2 separate regions of the Macaca mulatta genome follow, and region 1 is linked to region 2. The links are chromatin contacts, called in public Hi-C maps. All regions are on one chromosome and are shown on one strand. Each heading gives the region's core, a stretch centred on a gene start, on an enhancer-like site or on the middle of the called end of the contact. The rest is flanking DNA. Distances are from core to core; before and after follow the strand shown. Region 1 holds the start of RPL10A (ribosomal protein L10a). Region 2 holds the start of ARMC12 (armadillo repeat containing 12).

Region 1 (7,421 bases), core at 939-3,438, 270 kb before region 2:
ATCACTGAGACCCAGAGGCTGGGCCTGGCTATGGCCCTAGAACCTAACACTACCTTCCTGAGGAAGTCCCTGCAGGCCGCCTTGAAACATTTGGGCTCCTGACCATCCACCAAGGGACCACCGTCTTGGTGCTCCATCACCAGCTTCCTGAAGGGCATTTCTGTCTTCACCACCTTCTGTCTTGAGCCCTAGCCTGAGGATAAAGGCTGAGCCTGGCCATCCCAGATTCCAACTGCCTCCCTGTTCCAGGCTCCATAGGGGCATACTGGCTTCCCAGCCAACAGGGAGGCTCCTGGGCTAAGGAAGCTCAGCTATATTTTGTTTTTCATTTCTTTTCTTTTGTTTTTGAGAGAAGGTATTGCTCTGTCATCTAGGCTGGAGTGCAGTGGTGCGATTGATCATGGCTCACTGCAACCTCTGCCTCCCAGGCTCAATCCTCCCATGTAAGCCTCCCAAGTAGCTGGGACTACATGCACATGACACTGTGCCCCACCTAATTTTTTTATTTTGTAGATAATAAGCTGGTCAGGGCTGGTCTTGAACTCCTGAGCTCAAGTGATCTTCCCGCCTTGGCATCCCAAAGTGTTGAGATTTACAGGTGTGAGCCACCACACCAGGCCAGAGCTATATTTTCAAAGACTGCTGGCCCCAGGCACACTCCTCATCAATTCTCAGGCTGCAGGGACAGAAACTTTCCAACAGGGCTCAGTAGGGTCAAGCCGACCCAGAGTGGACATGGGATGCTCCAGGAGGTCTAGGGTACCAGTGTGCTCAGATGAAGCTCTTGTGCTCGTGTATGTTATGACCTTCTGTGCTTTTGTTTCTGACTTGAATTTATCAATGGTATTGAATAAAAAGCAAGTTCAATAATGTCTTTTTCTTTTTTTTTTTTTTGAGGCAGAGTCTCACTCTGTCACCAGGCTGGAGTGCAGTGGCGTGACCTCGGCTCACTGCAACCTCCACCTCCCCAGTTCAAGCGATTCTCCTGCCTTGGCCTCCTGAGTAGCTGCGATTACAAGCTCCTGCCACCATACCCTGCTCATTTTTGTATTTTTAGTAGAGACGGGGTTTCACCACATTGGCCAGGCTGGTCTCAAACTCTTGACTTCAGGTGATCCGCCTGCCTCCCAAAGTGCTGGGATTACAGGCGTGAGCCAGCACGCCTGACTAATGTCTTATTAGAAGCAGTACTTTCCTTCCTGTGAATTCTGGGTATTGAACCCATCCCCACCCCCTCCACCTCCCTGCTCAGTGACAAGGAACATATTTTTCCTGGTGAGGGGAAGGGTGAAGGGTATCTTACTCACTTTCTAAGGGCCAAATAATGTGTAATACCACTCACCCTATCCTACAGGAGCTGCCCCCACCAGGCAGGGGGATAGGTGGGAATGAACATAAAGGTGGGAGTGACTCAGTCTGGAGTTAGGGAAGGGTTTTGGGCAGATGAACCCTAGGAGAGATCTGAAGGGCTCTTCGGGTTACAGTGGGCTAAGAGGATGAGACCCACTGGACAGAGGAAAGAGCAGAGAAGACACCTTAATGGGTGTGCTGTGCTGTGTGCCTGTTTTACATCTTTGTATTCCTGTAGCACCTGGCTAGACGCCTTATTCATACTAGTCACACTTAAAACGTAGATGTTATCAAATTATCAAGTAAAAGTTCACTTTAGGACTTTGCCAGCTCTTCCCTCTGCAGGCGCTGAGAGGCCAGGAACAGAACTTTCCGGAAGCTTCCCTTACCACGAGTCCACGTTAGAGCAAGGTGCTGAGGGAGGGAGGTCTGGCCGAGGAACAAGGCTTGCTTTTGAGAACATAAGCTGATGCGGAGGGCGCGAGGGGAAAGGGGTTTGAGGGACAAGCATGTCGGAATCCACGCTGTCAGTGAACATCACTGGGCTGTACCAGTATGTGTGCCTACCGAAGCTCGAGCCCCGAACGCAGCTGCTTCCCTAGGGGCCCAGCAACAGCGGGCGCGAATCGGCACATTACCGGCGGCCGCGGGGCGCTCAGGGCTGCGACAACTCCGTGGGTTCCCGCGCCGGCCTAGCGGCCCAGCGACTCCCAGCGGCCGGAGAAGTCCGCGCTTCTCGGGGTTGGCCCACCCAACCTCTGTGTGGGTAGGACCGAGTAACGACGCATTCTCGCGAGATCGGGCCACTATTAGAGCGCATGCGCAAACTGTACTAGTCTCTTTTCCGGTTAGCGCGGCGTGAGAAGCCATGAGGTAAGTGGTCCTGAAAGCCCTATCTGCGTTCATCCGCGCCTCCAGGTGCCCCGCCAAGGATGCGGCTCCTGCAGACCGAACTGCGGGCCCTTGCGCCACCTTCGCCGCGGGGCATTTCTCAAGGCGGGTCGGCCTGCGGGTCGCCCTTCCTACCAGGTCCGATCACCGAGAGGCTCCCTCTTCCACCGGGGTTTGGGTCTGGGTCTGGGCTCCCGTCGCTCTACTTGGTGTCCGGAATCTACTGGGGAGTCCGCCGTGGGCCGCCCGCCCGTCTCGAAGCTTGGAGCCTCGGAGGCTTCTGAGCAGTCTGAGCGTGTGGACTCCGCGGCCCTGAGCGCGCTGTCGCTTCTCTCACGCAGCAGCAAAGTCTCTCGCGACACCCTGTACGAGGCGGTGCGGGAAGTCCTGCACGGGAACCAGCGCAAGCGCCGCAAGTGAGTGCCGACCCTGGGGCAGGGCGCGGGTGGTGAGGGCCGGCGTGTGCTTAACGCTTAATCCCCCTCCTCTCTCGAAGGTTCCTGGAGACGGTGGAGTTGCAGATCAGCTTGAAGAACTATGACCCCCAGAAGGACAAGCGCTTCTCAGGCACCGTCAGGTTGGCACCGTTCTGATCCCACCCAGCCCTCAGTGCCCCCGTGCCTGCCCCTCCCCTGCAGGCTCCCGCTGAGCCGGAGGCGGGCACGTCGGTACTGATGTGTTAGGGTAGTTCAGACCCCCTGCTCCGGGCAGGCGCGGCTGGACGGACCCCCACCCTGGGTCTTAAAACATGAGGGGAGGCGTGGGGAGGCCTTGGCCGAGCCCGCCGGCCAGCCTGACAAGCCAGGCTGGCTGCTGGTGAATGTGAACGCTCCGGGTAAGGCTCGGTGGCTGCTGCGGTCCCACACCCTTCACCGGCCCTCGGGACCCAGGGCTAGGCATAACCTGTTGGTGCTGTCCCCCAAAACGCAGGCTTAAGTCCACTCCCCGCCCCAAGTTCTCTGTGTGTGTCCTGGGGGACCAGCAGCACTGTGACGAGGCCAAGGCCGTGGATATCCCCCACATGGACATCGAGGCGCTGAAAAAACTCAACAAGAATAAAAAACTGGTCAAGAAACTAGGTGAGTCCGGCCGCTGTGGTTTTGCATGTGAGATGTGGGGTGGAGGCGCTAGAAAGGCTTTCCTGCCATTTCGATTTTTAATGATGAGGGGGCTAGACTAGCAAATGCGGCGGTGGTTGCCTAGCTGGCCTGAGTGCTGTTTTAGCTTTGGGGTGGTTTGATGTTTGTATTTGCTATGAGGATTCCAGTTGATGAGGAAGGCCAAGTATTGTAAGTTGACCCAGCCAGGTGCTGGTGAGGTATGATTTGGAAATCTTATTCTGCGTTGTTTAGGCAGTGGCATTAGACTGCTTTCACAGGTAGGAAGCAGACATTGCCAGTTGTCACGTGTCCAGGGTCCACCGCTAAGAAATAGGCACAATTCAAGCCAAGGCAGTCTTTTTTTTAGTTATTTTTTGAGACGGGCTGGTGCGATCTCGGCTCACTGCAAGCTCCGCCTCCCGGGTTCACACCATTCTCCCTCCTCAGCCTCCCGAGTAGCTAGGACTACAGGCACCTGCCACTACACCTGGCTAATTTTTTTTTTGTAGTTTTAGTAGAGACGGGGTTTCACCGTGTTAGCCAGGATGGTCTCAATCTCCTGACCTCGTGATCCACCCAAAGTGCTGGGATTACAGGCGTGAGCCACCGCATCCGGCCTGAGCCCTGGCAGTCTTGACTGGGGCATCCGTTGTACAGCGGTTATGCCATGGATCATGGGTCAGCCTGATTTTCTGAGAGCATGTTTTGGGACCAGTGAAGGTCCAGAGGACTTTCTGGAAACCTTTTAGGCGGGGGAAAAGACTGAGGCGGGGGTAGAGAGGGTGCTGCTTGGATGTCACGTGGTTGATACAAGTGCGTTTCTGGCCTGCCACATTTGAGGTGTGCCTTGGTGACCAGGTCCTAAGCAATGCCAATGGCTTCCTGTCTTTACCAGCCAAGAAGTATGATGCGTTTTTGGCCTCAGAGTCTCTGATCAAGCAGATTCCACGAATCCTCGGCCCAGGCCTAAATAAGGCAGGAAAGTTCCCTTCCCTGCTCACACACAACGAAAACATGGTGGCCAAAGTGGATGAGGTGAAGTCCACAATCAAGTTCCAAATGAAGAAGGTGAGGGGGTCTGGTGGGTTGCTGTGGGTGAAGGTGTTGGCGGGGTCTAAAACTTACCCAAGTCTCTAAATATGCCAGTGAGAGCACCCACCAGGATTGAAATTTTTGGAGTAACCCTGGTCCTTCCTTGGCCCGGGTCCAAGTACCTGCTCACTAGGCCAGTGAGGGAGGGACAGGCCATTTGCCATTCCTCCACCAACCTGACTTGATCCTCTCTTCTGTCCTCCCAGGTGTTATGTCTGGCTGTAGCTGTTGGTCACGTGAAGATGACAGACGATGAGCTTGTGTATAACATTCACCTGGCTGTCAACTTCTTGGTGTCATTGCTCAAGAAAAACTGGCAGAATGTCCGGGCCTTATATATCAAGAGCACCATGGGCAAGCCCCAGCGCCTATATTAAGGCACATTTGAATAAATTCTGTTACCAGTCCCCTCTGTCTGCCTGTGATTGAGGGTGAGGGGTGGTTTGTCAGCTGACAAGTGAGGGCCTTGGCACTGCCATGGCTCGTTGTGTAGTTTGTCATCTTGATGATGGATAGTTGGGTACTACAGGGAAGAGGATGTTTTTCTGCCATCAAAATTAGGCAGTCTTGGGTATGTGATAGGGTGCTAACGGCATTAAAGCTTTTTGACAGGATTGGTCCATGTAAATTTAAAATAAGGATTTTAGTCAGCATTTCTGTCTTAACAAGGCCCCACATGGAGTATCCTATGCTTTAGGTCAGTAATGAGTAAATGTTAAGGAAAACAAGGCGCACAGCAAACCAGTACAAAAGTGTAATTAATTAACAGACCTTGGTTTTGGGTTTTTTTTTTTGTTTTTTTTTTTTGAGATGAGTCTGTAGCCCAGGCTGGAATGCAGTGGTGTGATCTCACTGCAATCTCTGGGTCCCAGTTCAAGCAATTCTGCCTCAGCCTCCCTAACAGCTGGGATTACAGGTACGCACCACCATGTCCAGCTAATTTTTCTATTTTTAGTAGAGATGGGGTTTCACCATGTTGGTCAGGCTGGTCTCCTGGCCTCATGATCTGCCTGCCTTGGCCTCCCAAAGTGCTGGGATTACAGGTATGAGCCACTGTCCCCAGCCAGATCCTGTTAATTTTTCTAGGGGAACCAACAGTATTCCAGGTCCTTGCCCCAGGCAGGCTAAGCCCCCTCCTTTTCTGAGGCATTTCCCTGTTGGCAGTTCTTGCCTCTAGCACCCAGTACTGGAAAGGTGGCTTTTGGGAGATACCTGCTTTATTTAACCTTAGACTAAAATCAGCTTTGTTTGACTTTGTTTTTAAACAGGGGACCCAGTTCATCCCTGCTTTTTTTTTTTTTTTTTTTTTTTTTGGGAGACAGTCTCCCTTTGTTGCCCAGGCTGGAGTGCAGTGGCACCATCTCAACTCACTGCAAGCTCTACTTCCTGGGTTCACACCATTCTCCTGTCTCAGCCTCCCAAGTAGCTGGAACTACAGGCACATGCCACCACACCTGGCTAATTTTGTGTATTTTTTTAGTAGAGATGGGGTTTTACTGTGTTAGCCAGGATAGGCTCAATCTTCTGACCTTGTGATCTGCCTGCCTCAGCCTCCCAAAGTGTTAGGATTACAGGCATGAGCCACCATGCCTAGCCTCATCCCTGTTTCCCTTTTGTCACCCAGACTAGAGTGCAGTGGCGTGATCGCTGCTCACTGCAACCTCCGCCTCCTGGATTCTCTTGCCTCAACCTCCCAAGTAGCTGGATTACAGGCACATACTACCACGGCCAACTAAACTTTTTTTTTTATTTTAGTAGAGAGGGTTTCACCATGTTGGCCAGGGTGGCCTTGAACTCCTGACCTCAAGTGATCCACACACCTCAGCCTCCCAAAGTGCTGGGAGTACAGGCATAAGCCACCATGACTAGCTGAGAAGGATTATTACTGTTTTGAGACGGAGTCTCGCTCTGTTGCCCAGGCTGGAGTGCAGTGGCACAATCTCAGCTCACTGCTGGCTCTGCCTCCCGGGTTCACGCCATTCTCCTGCCTCAGCCTCCTGAGTAGCTGGGACTACAGGCACCTGCCACTACACCTGGCTAATTTTTTTTTTGTAGTTTTAGTAGAGACGGGGTTTCACCGTGTTAACCAGGATGGTCTCAATCTCCTGACCTTGTGATCTGCCTGCCTCCGCCTCCCAAAGTGCTGGGACTAAAGGCATGAGCCACCACACCCAGCTGAGAAGGGTTACTTTAAAGCATAAAAGTAGTGCTTAAAAATGCTGCATTTTGGCCGGGCATGGTGGCTCACGCCTGTGATCCCAGCTACTTGGGAGGCTGAGGCAAAACTGAACCCGGGAGGTGGAGGTTGCAGTGAGCCGAGATTGCGCCACTGCACTCCAGCCTGGGTGACACCAAGAGTCATCAGTGGTGGTCTGGGGGAGATGCCGCATTTCTCAAAACAAGCTTTCCCTGTCCCTGAACTGAAGAACAGGGTTTTCACTCTGAGCAGCTTTTGCTTTTTTAGCTTTTAGCTTTTAAGTTACAGCACTTTCCTTTTTTTTTTTTTTTTTTTTGAGACGGAGTCTTGTTCTGTAGCCCAGGCTGGAGTGCAGTGGCGCCATCTCAGCTCACTGCCAGCTCTGCCTCCCGGGTCCACGCCATTCTCCTATCTCAGCCTCCGGAGTAGCTGGGATTACAGGTGTGCGCCACCATGCCCGGCTAATTTTTTTTGTATTTAATTAGTAGAGACGGGGTTCCACCGTGTGAGCCAGGATGGTCTTGATCTCCTGACCTCGTGATCCGCCCACCTCAGCTTCCCAAAGTGCTGGGATTACAGGCGTGAGCCACTGCGCCCGGCTAGTTACAGCACTTTGTTGGTAAGAAAGATATAAAACCTAATGAGGATGAGCAGTGAATTTTGGTTCTAAAGACAAGTCCAGCCAGCTACTTGTTTAGGTTACTTTTTCTTTGGGTTTTTCTGTATTTTCTAAACCTCCTGTGATCTTTGCAATCAGAAGGAAAAGGGAAACTTTAGCTTAAAGCAAAAGC
Region 2 (6,536 bases), core at 1,444-3,943:
GGCTTTTTAATGGCAGGGACAGTGTCTTTTATTTATTTGACATCATCTACTTATTTTGAGAAGCAGGCACGAAATACTTTGGAGGGCACATAAAACTTGGGTCTGGATCCTGGTTCCAACACTTAGCTGTTTGGCCCTGGGTAAGTCTCTTAACCTCTCTGAGCCAGTTTCTTCGTCTGTAAAAGCCGCTAGTGACACTCGTTTTGCAGAATGAGGGGCAAAAATTACAGAGAATACAAAGCACCAGGAAAGTGCCTGTTGTACCCAATAGTTTATATTCCTTCCCCGTATGGTTGGAGCCTTTTCTGAATTGGGAGAAAGGTGTTCCTTAACTACTGCCCATACTGGGACACTTTAAACTTGAAAAGGGGCACTGTTAATAATTACGTCCGTTCCAGGGACGCAGAGCCACCCTACCGTAGTTCACAACAACTGGCAGGGTTCGGATGGCACGCAATATCCCAGTGCCTAAGCACAGCCCCAAGCATAACGCTCAATAAATGCCTGTTGAATCAAAGAGCGAACAGAAGCTGACCCTCACTCCGTTTTTTGGACATCATTGACTGAAGCAAATTGAAAAGCCCGCCCCTGCTGCGCCCCCACCCCCACCCCCACCCCGTCCCAGAGCCACCGGCAGCCTCAATTCCCTGAGGTCTGCCCTTCAGTAGCCCACCGTCCCGCCCCCGGTTGCCTTGACATCAGTGACGTCGCCGAGGGGCGTGGCCTCTCTCCATCCTCTGCTGGTGCCCTGGGCCCCTCCGCATCCGAACCTGGGGGGAGGATGAGGTTGGTGGCCCTTGACCCTACTCGCCCCCCGCCGGGCCAGCATCTAAGCCCGCCTGGCCGCCTTTCTTGGGCGCGCAGCTGTCTCGAGTGTGGGTACCCATCTCCACCCCCACCCTTACCCGGGTGAACTAGCGGGGGTTCTAGAGTGCCGGATCCCGGTGAGCCCTCTCCACCAGCTGCGGGCTAAAGGATCCTGAGAACCTGGGCCCAGCGCTCAGCTCAGGCCCGCCCCTTCCCGGTCAGCCCCCTCGCTCCACGTCCTGGGGGGCGGGCGGGAAGGATGGGACCCCCGCCCAGGAGGCGCACAGGCGCCAACGAGCGCGGGAGAGAAAGAGTTAAATTAGGTGCCGGCGCCGGGCGCGGCGCGAGTGGGGGAGGGGAGCGAAGAGAAAGTGAGAGCGGGGGCGGAGCGGGGACGGGAGCGAAAGAACATCCTGTGCCCGTCGCCGGATGCGCGCGGGGGGAGGAGGTAGTCCGGGGAGGGAGAGCAAGACGGGGGGAGGCCCGGGGCGGGGAAAGGCGCGGCCTCCTTCCCCCCCAACCTCCTCCTCTGGGGGCGCTGGCCCCCTCTGCTTCCCGCGCCTTAGCCGGAGCTACCCGGAGGCCCCAGGATCTGGTTCCTGGGCAGGAGTAAGCGCTAGCTGGGGAGAGATGATCTCGGAGAGTATGGGATGCACGTCAAGGCAGGGGCGGCCCCCAGCCTTTCATCTCTTGGTTTTCTGCAAGGGAAGCTCGCACGTGTTGAGCGTCCCCTGTGCACCGAAAGTACACACATTATCTTAGTCAGTCCTGACAGCGGCACTTCCAGGCAGTAGACAGGAATTCATAGACTCGCGTTCTAGAAGAGGAAACAGACTCAGATTATGGAATTTGTCCAAACCCCACACTGCTGGGATGTGAATGCAAGCCTGTCGGACTGCAAAGGGCTTTTCACTGGAGTTTAGGGTAGGGCAATTTCCCCTTAGCTTCTATGCGCACAAGTACTGGGCCGCTGCAGTATCACCCTCGGGAATGGCGGTGTCTTTTCGTAGAGGACCCCCAACAGCATCTGGCTGGAGCTTCTGTCATTAACTAGGCTCAAACAACCATTGCCAGGATATTGGTAAAGAGATGAGGAAGGGGCCTTAGGGTTCCACAGGTAGTTGGATGGTTCTTAGAAACACAGTTTAGGGGAATGTGTTGTAGCGCTCCTGCTCCTCTTTTAGGTATTTGTGGGGGCTTCAAAGAGGGTTCCAGAGTCACTCAAAGCAGTTACATGGATTACAGGAATTCGGATTGATTCACTTTAAGAAGACCAGGGAGGTCTGGTGTGGTGGTTTATGCCTGTAATCCCAGCACTTTGAGAGGCCGAGGCAGGCAGATCACCTGAGAGCAGGAGTTCGGGACCAGCCTGGCCGAAATGGTGAAATCCAATCCACTAAAAATACAAAAATTAACCAGGCGCGGTGGTGCACGCCTGTAGTTCCAGCTACTCGGCAAGCTGAGGCACAAGAATTGCTCGAACCTGGGAGGCCGAGTTTGCAGTGAGCCGAGATGGCGCCACTGCACTGCAACCTGGGAGACAGAGCCAGACTCGTATCAAAAAAAAAAAAAAGACAACGACTAGCGTGAGAGGTAGTGGGTAAGTGGAAGGAAGGGCTGACTCATGTGCTTTTCAGGCTGGGATGCATTGAGGGCTACCGTCTGTGTTCTCACTGCCTGCCCACACCCCACATGTTGTCCAGGTGAAACCTGCGGAGATAATTAGGATTATAGTCAACATTTGTTGAGCTCTGTGTGCTGGGCACTGTTCCAAGTGCTTTACTTAATCCTCGCAATCCCATGAAGTAAGTCTTATTGTTTCTATTTTACAGGTGGGGAAAATGAGGCACAAGGAGACCACAAAGCTAAATCCGTGACTAAACTGGTTTTGAGACGGAGTCTCCCTCTGTTGCCAGGATGGAGTGCAGTGGTGCGATCTCGATTCACTGCAACCTCCGCCTCGTGGGTTCAAGCAGTTCTGCCTCAGCCTCCTGAGTAGCTGGGATTACAGGTACACATCACCAGCTAATTTTTGTATTTTTTAGTAGAGACGCGGTTTCCCCATGTTGGCCAGGCTGGCCACTCTGACCTTGTGATCTGCCTGTCTCCGACTCCCAAAGTGCTGGGATTACAGGCTTGAGCCACCGCGCCCTGCCCTGAACTGGTTTTGAACCCTGGCTAGAACCCGTACTTATTTACTAAACTCAAATGTACTTAACATGATGAGAACATCGGCCTTGAAGGTAAAAATGCTGGCATAGATGGCAAAGAGGTGTGTGCTTGAGCAGCCCATGTCCTTTTCCTGGGTAAGGCAGGTAAGTAACTCACAGCTGGCTGTGTGTATTTTGGCTGTCAGACTTCTCTTTAACCAGTGGTTCCAGATTTCTGGATTTGACAGAAAAAGCAAGAAAACAAGTGAAAGCCAGGTTCCCATAAAGAGCTGCAGCTTTTAATTTATGCTCCCTAAGAGCACACAGAACGTACCTACCATCTATTATCACCATCATTAAAGAAAATACTTCTGTTTTTTTGAGACAGAGTCTGGCTCTGTCACCCAGGCTGGAGTGCAGTAGTGTGATCTCAACTCACTGCAACCTCTGCCTCCCAGGTTCAGGCAGTCCTGCCGCCTCAGCCTCCAGAGTAGCTGGGACTACAGAGATGCACCACCATGCTGAACTAATTTTTGTATTTTTTGTAGAGTGGGGGTTTTGCTTGAGCCCAGGCCAGGCTCGAAACTCCTGGGCTCAAGAGATCCACTCACCTCAGCCTCCCAAAGTGCTGAGACTACAAGTGTGAGCCACCACGCCTGACCTAATAAATACATTTTAATTCTCAAAATAGGAATGACATCATCTGAATCTGTTAGTCCCAGCCAGGCACGGTGGCTCATGCCTGTAATTCCAGCACTTTGGGAGGCCAAGGCGGATGGATTGCCTAAGCTCAGCTGTTCGAGACCAGACTGGGCAACATGGCAAAACCCTGTCTCTACCAAAAATACAAAAAATTAGCCCGGTGTGGTGGCGCATGCCTGTAGTCCCAGCTACTTGGAAGGCTGAGGCCAGAGGATTGCTTGAGTCTGGGAGGCAGAGGTTGCAGTGAACCAATATCACACCACTGAGCTCCAACCTGGGTGAGAGAGTGAGACCCCGTCTCAAAAAAGAGAAAAAAAAAAAAAAAAAAGAAGAAGAAGGAAAACAATTATTCCCAAGAAAAGATGGTCAATGGACTTTATGCCAACAAATAGATATTCCATTGTCTTTTTTTGTTGTACTGTGGACTAGTAAAAATGTCACTCTAGGAATAACTCTGCCTCTAATCTCTCTGAATCATTTGAGGGCAGAACCAGAAGAAATGGGCCTTAGGTGTGGCAGGAGGGAGTTAGGTTGCAGCCAAGAAAGAACACTTTTTGCAGGTCTTTAAAGAACAGGTGAGCCTTACATGTGCTTAGGAAGTGAGGGTTGCAGAATCAGCTCCATGGGATGGAGGGGCCAGTAACTCTGGGTCCCACCCTGGAGAAGGGCAGAGCAAGGACATTGCCTTGAAGAATTTATTCTCAGAGCCACCAAAGTAGTCTTGGAACCTAAATAACAGCTCCCATCAGGCAGCCGTTTTCTGCCCAGAGTTCAGTGGAGATGCGATGGGGTTGCATGGCAGTAGGGGGGCTTCGTGGGCTTCTACTCACCCCTCACCCTAGGGAGTTCATGCAGTCATCCACCTTGGGGCTGAGTGGAGTGCCAGGAATGACCCTTGAGGAGGATGAGGACAGGAAGAGAATGGCCACCCAGGAGTGTTGCTTGTTCCCCGCCTGCCGCCTAGGGTGTACTGGGCCAAGGCTCTGAGTGGGCAGGCCTGGCTGGCCATGGCATCATTGGATATGCTGTTTGCCTGTTTCTCTACCTCCTTCCATCCTGGGTGCAGCCCAGGACTCAGAGCCTTCTGTCCCCGTTCTCCCAGAAAAGGGCTCAGGGCCAGGTGGGTGAACACCTGTTCTGGTGCAGCATGCTCAGCACTGGCCGTGGGCGTCACCCTAGTTTGGAGCTGGCCACTTGCCTGTTCTGTGACAGAGAGTGGGGTCAGAGGGTGTAGGGAGACCATGGTGGGGAAGAGGGAAGGGTCTGGTCTCACCTGCCCCATCCTAGTGGTGGGGATCAAGGCCTCCACAGGTAGGCTCACATCCTCTGGGGTGGTGGCATCTTCTGACTCCAGCCTCATTGTACTTCTGGGGAGGCTGAGAGTTGGTACTTCCAGATTTAGCTGAAAGGCACAGACTTACTCACATTTTAATCTTTGAGTTTTACAATGGTAAATCTGAATCCCTTTAGGTTACAAATGCAGAAACAGACTAAGGCAAAGGCAATCCTTTCTCCTCCAAGGTCACTCTGGTTAGATGGGTCTGGAGCCCCAGTTACTAGACACTGTCATTGTTCTGCCCCCAAGTCCTTAAAGAATGGTAGAACATGGCCGGGCGCAGTGGCTCAAGCCTGTAATCCCAGCACTTTGGGAGGCCGAGATGGGCGGATCACGAGGTCAGGAGATCGAGACCATCCTGGCTAACACGGTGAAACCCCGTCTCTACTAAGAAATACAAAAAATAGCCGGGCGAGGTGGCAGCGCCTGTAGTCCCAGCTACTTGGGAGGCTGAGGCCGGAGAATGGCGTGAACCCGGGAGGCGGAGCTTGCAGTGAGCTGAGATCCGGCCACTGCACTCCAGCCTGGGCTACAGAGCGAGACTCCGTCTCAAAAAAAAAAAAAAAAGAATGGTAGAACATGACTTAAACCACCTGCTAAGTTCAAGATTCTAGGCTGGAGATGCAAAGGTTGCTGTCCTCAAGAGCTTTTTATCAAACAGGTAAACTTTAGGGCAACGCGCAGATGCTGGAAAAGGGTGGATTTGCCTCAGAGTCTGTGCATGCTTTCTAAGATGCTCCCCTCCTTTTCATCCTCTGATGCAGGGAAGGAACCCTACCTGAAGAAACACCCTAAGGCCCAGCAGTAGATCTTGGGTGGAGCGATCACAGATGGGAAGGCCCGGAAAGAAAAGGAACAGGGTTGTCAATAGGCATACCCCAAACACCCCTCCCAGAAATGCCCTAAGGGCTCAGCCCAGAAATGGACCTCTGCTGCCCTCTAATGGCAGAAGGGCAGCCTCTGGCACTACCTACTGGGGCCCCACCTTAAGGAAGAGGGGATGTGAAGGACCTTTCTGCCCTCTCCCCTTTTATTCCCCTTCCGTCTTATGTTTCATCTCCTGTGGTCTCTAAAGCAGAATCTTCTCTTTTTTTTTGAAATGGAGTCTTGCTCTGTTGCTTAGGCTGGAGTACAGTGGCATGTCGGCTCACTGCAACCTCAACCTCCCACGCTCAAGTGATTCTCCTGCCTCAGTCCCCTGAGTAGCTGGGATTACATGTGTATGCCATGACGCCTGGCTAATTTTTTTGTATTTTTAGTAAAGACAAGGTTTCACCATATTGGCCAGGCTGGTCTCGAACTCCTGACCTCAAGTGATCCGCCCACCTCGGCCTCCCAAAGTGCTGGGATTACAGGTGTGGGCCACTGTGACTGGCTCCATCTGTTCTCAAGCACCCCTGGCTGCCCCATTTCCTGACCACTACCCTCCATCCCATCATCTCCCCAGTTTCCTTTGTTGCCTGGGTTCCAATTCTGGTACCCTGGTTCCTGACCCTGCCAGAGTTCTGGTTCCGGAAGGTCCCCCATAGGTGCCTTGGGCC

Evidence for each region. Hi-C and Micro-C count contacts between places; a contact is called where the count stands out from the background.
Region 1: a Hi-C map of CD4 T cells shows a contact between it and region 2, with 4 times the contacts expected there. The contact joins the promoter of RPL10A here to the promoter of ARMC12 in region 2. A contact is called at or near these places in 2 of 14 Hi-C or Micro-C datasets (CD4 T cells and fetal cortex germinal zone).

What each region holds. Positions count from the first base shown.
Region 1 is chr4:146,804,227-146,811,647 of T2T-MMU8v2.0, reverse strand. RPL10A (ribosomal protein L10a) reads left to right here and starts at 2,188. Exons shown (of 6, transcript NM_001266226.1): 1 at 2,188-2,223; 2 at 2,583-2,657; 3 at 2,738-2,818; 4 at 3,172-3,320; 5 at 4,237-4,409; 6 at 4,640-4,840. The coding sequence starts at 2,219. The coding sequence ends at 4,810. It overlaps FANCE (FA complementation group E), which reads left to right. Exons shown (of 10, transcript XM_001116683.5): 10 at 1-870. The coding sequence ends at 102.
Region 2 is chr4:146,532,422-146,538,957 of T2T-MMU8v2.0, reverse strand. ARMC12 (armadillo repeat containing 12) reads left to right here and starts at 2,693. Exons shown (of 8, transcript XM_078000291.1): 1 at 2,693-3,438; 2 at 3,848-5,257; 3 at 5,572-6,536. It overlaps FKBP5 (FKBP prolyl isomerase 5), which reads right to left and starts at 877. Exons shown (of 13, transcript XM_078000277.1): 1 at 808-877.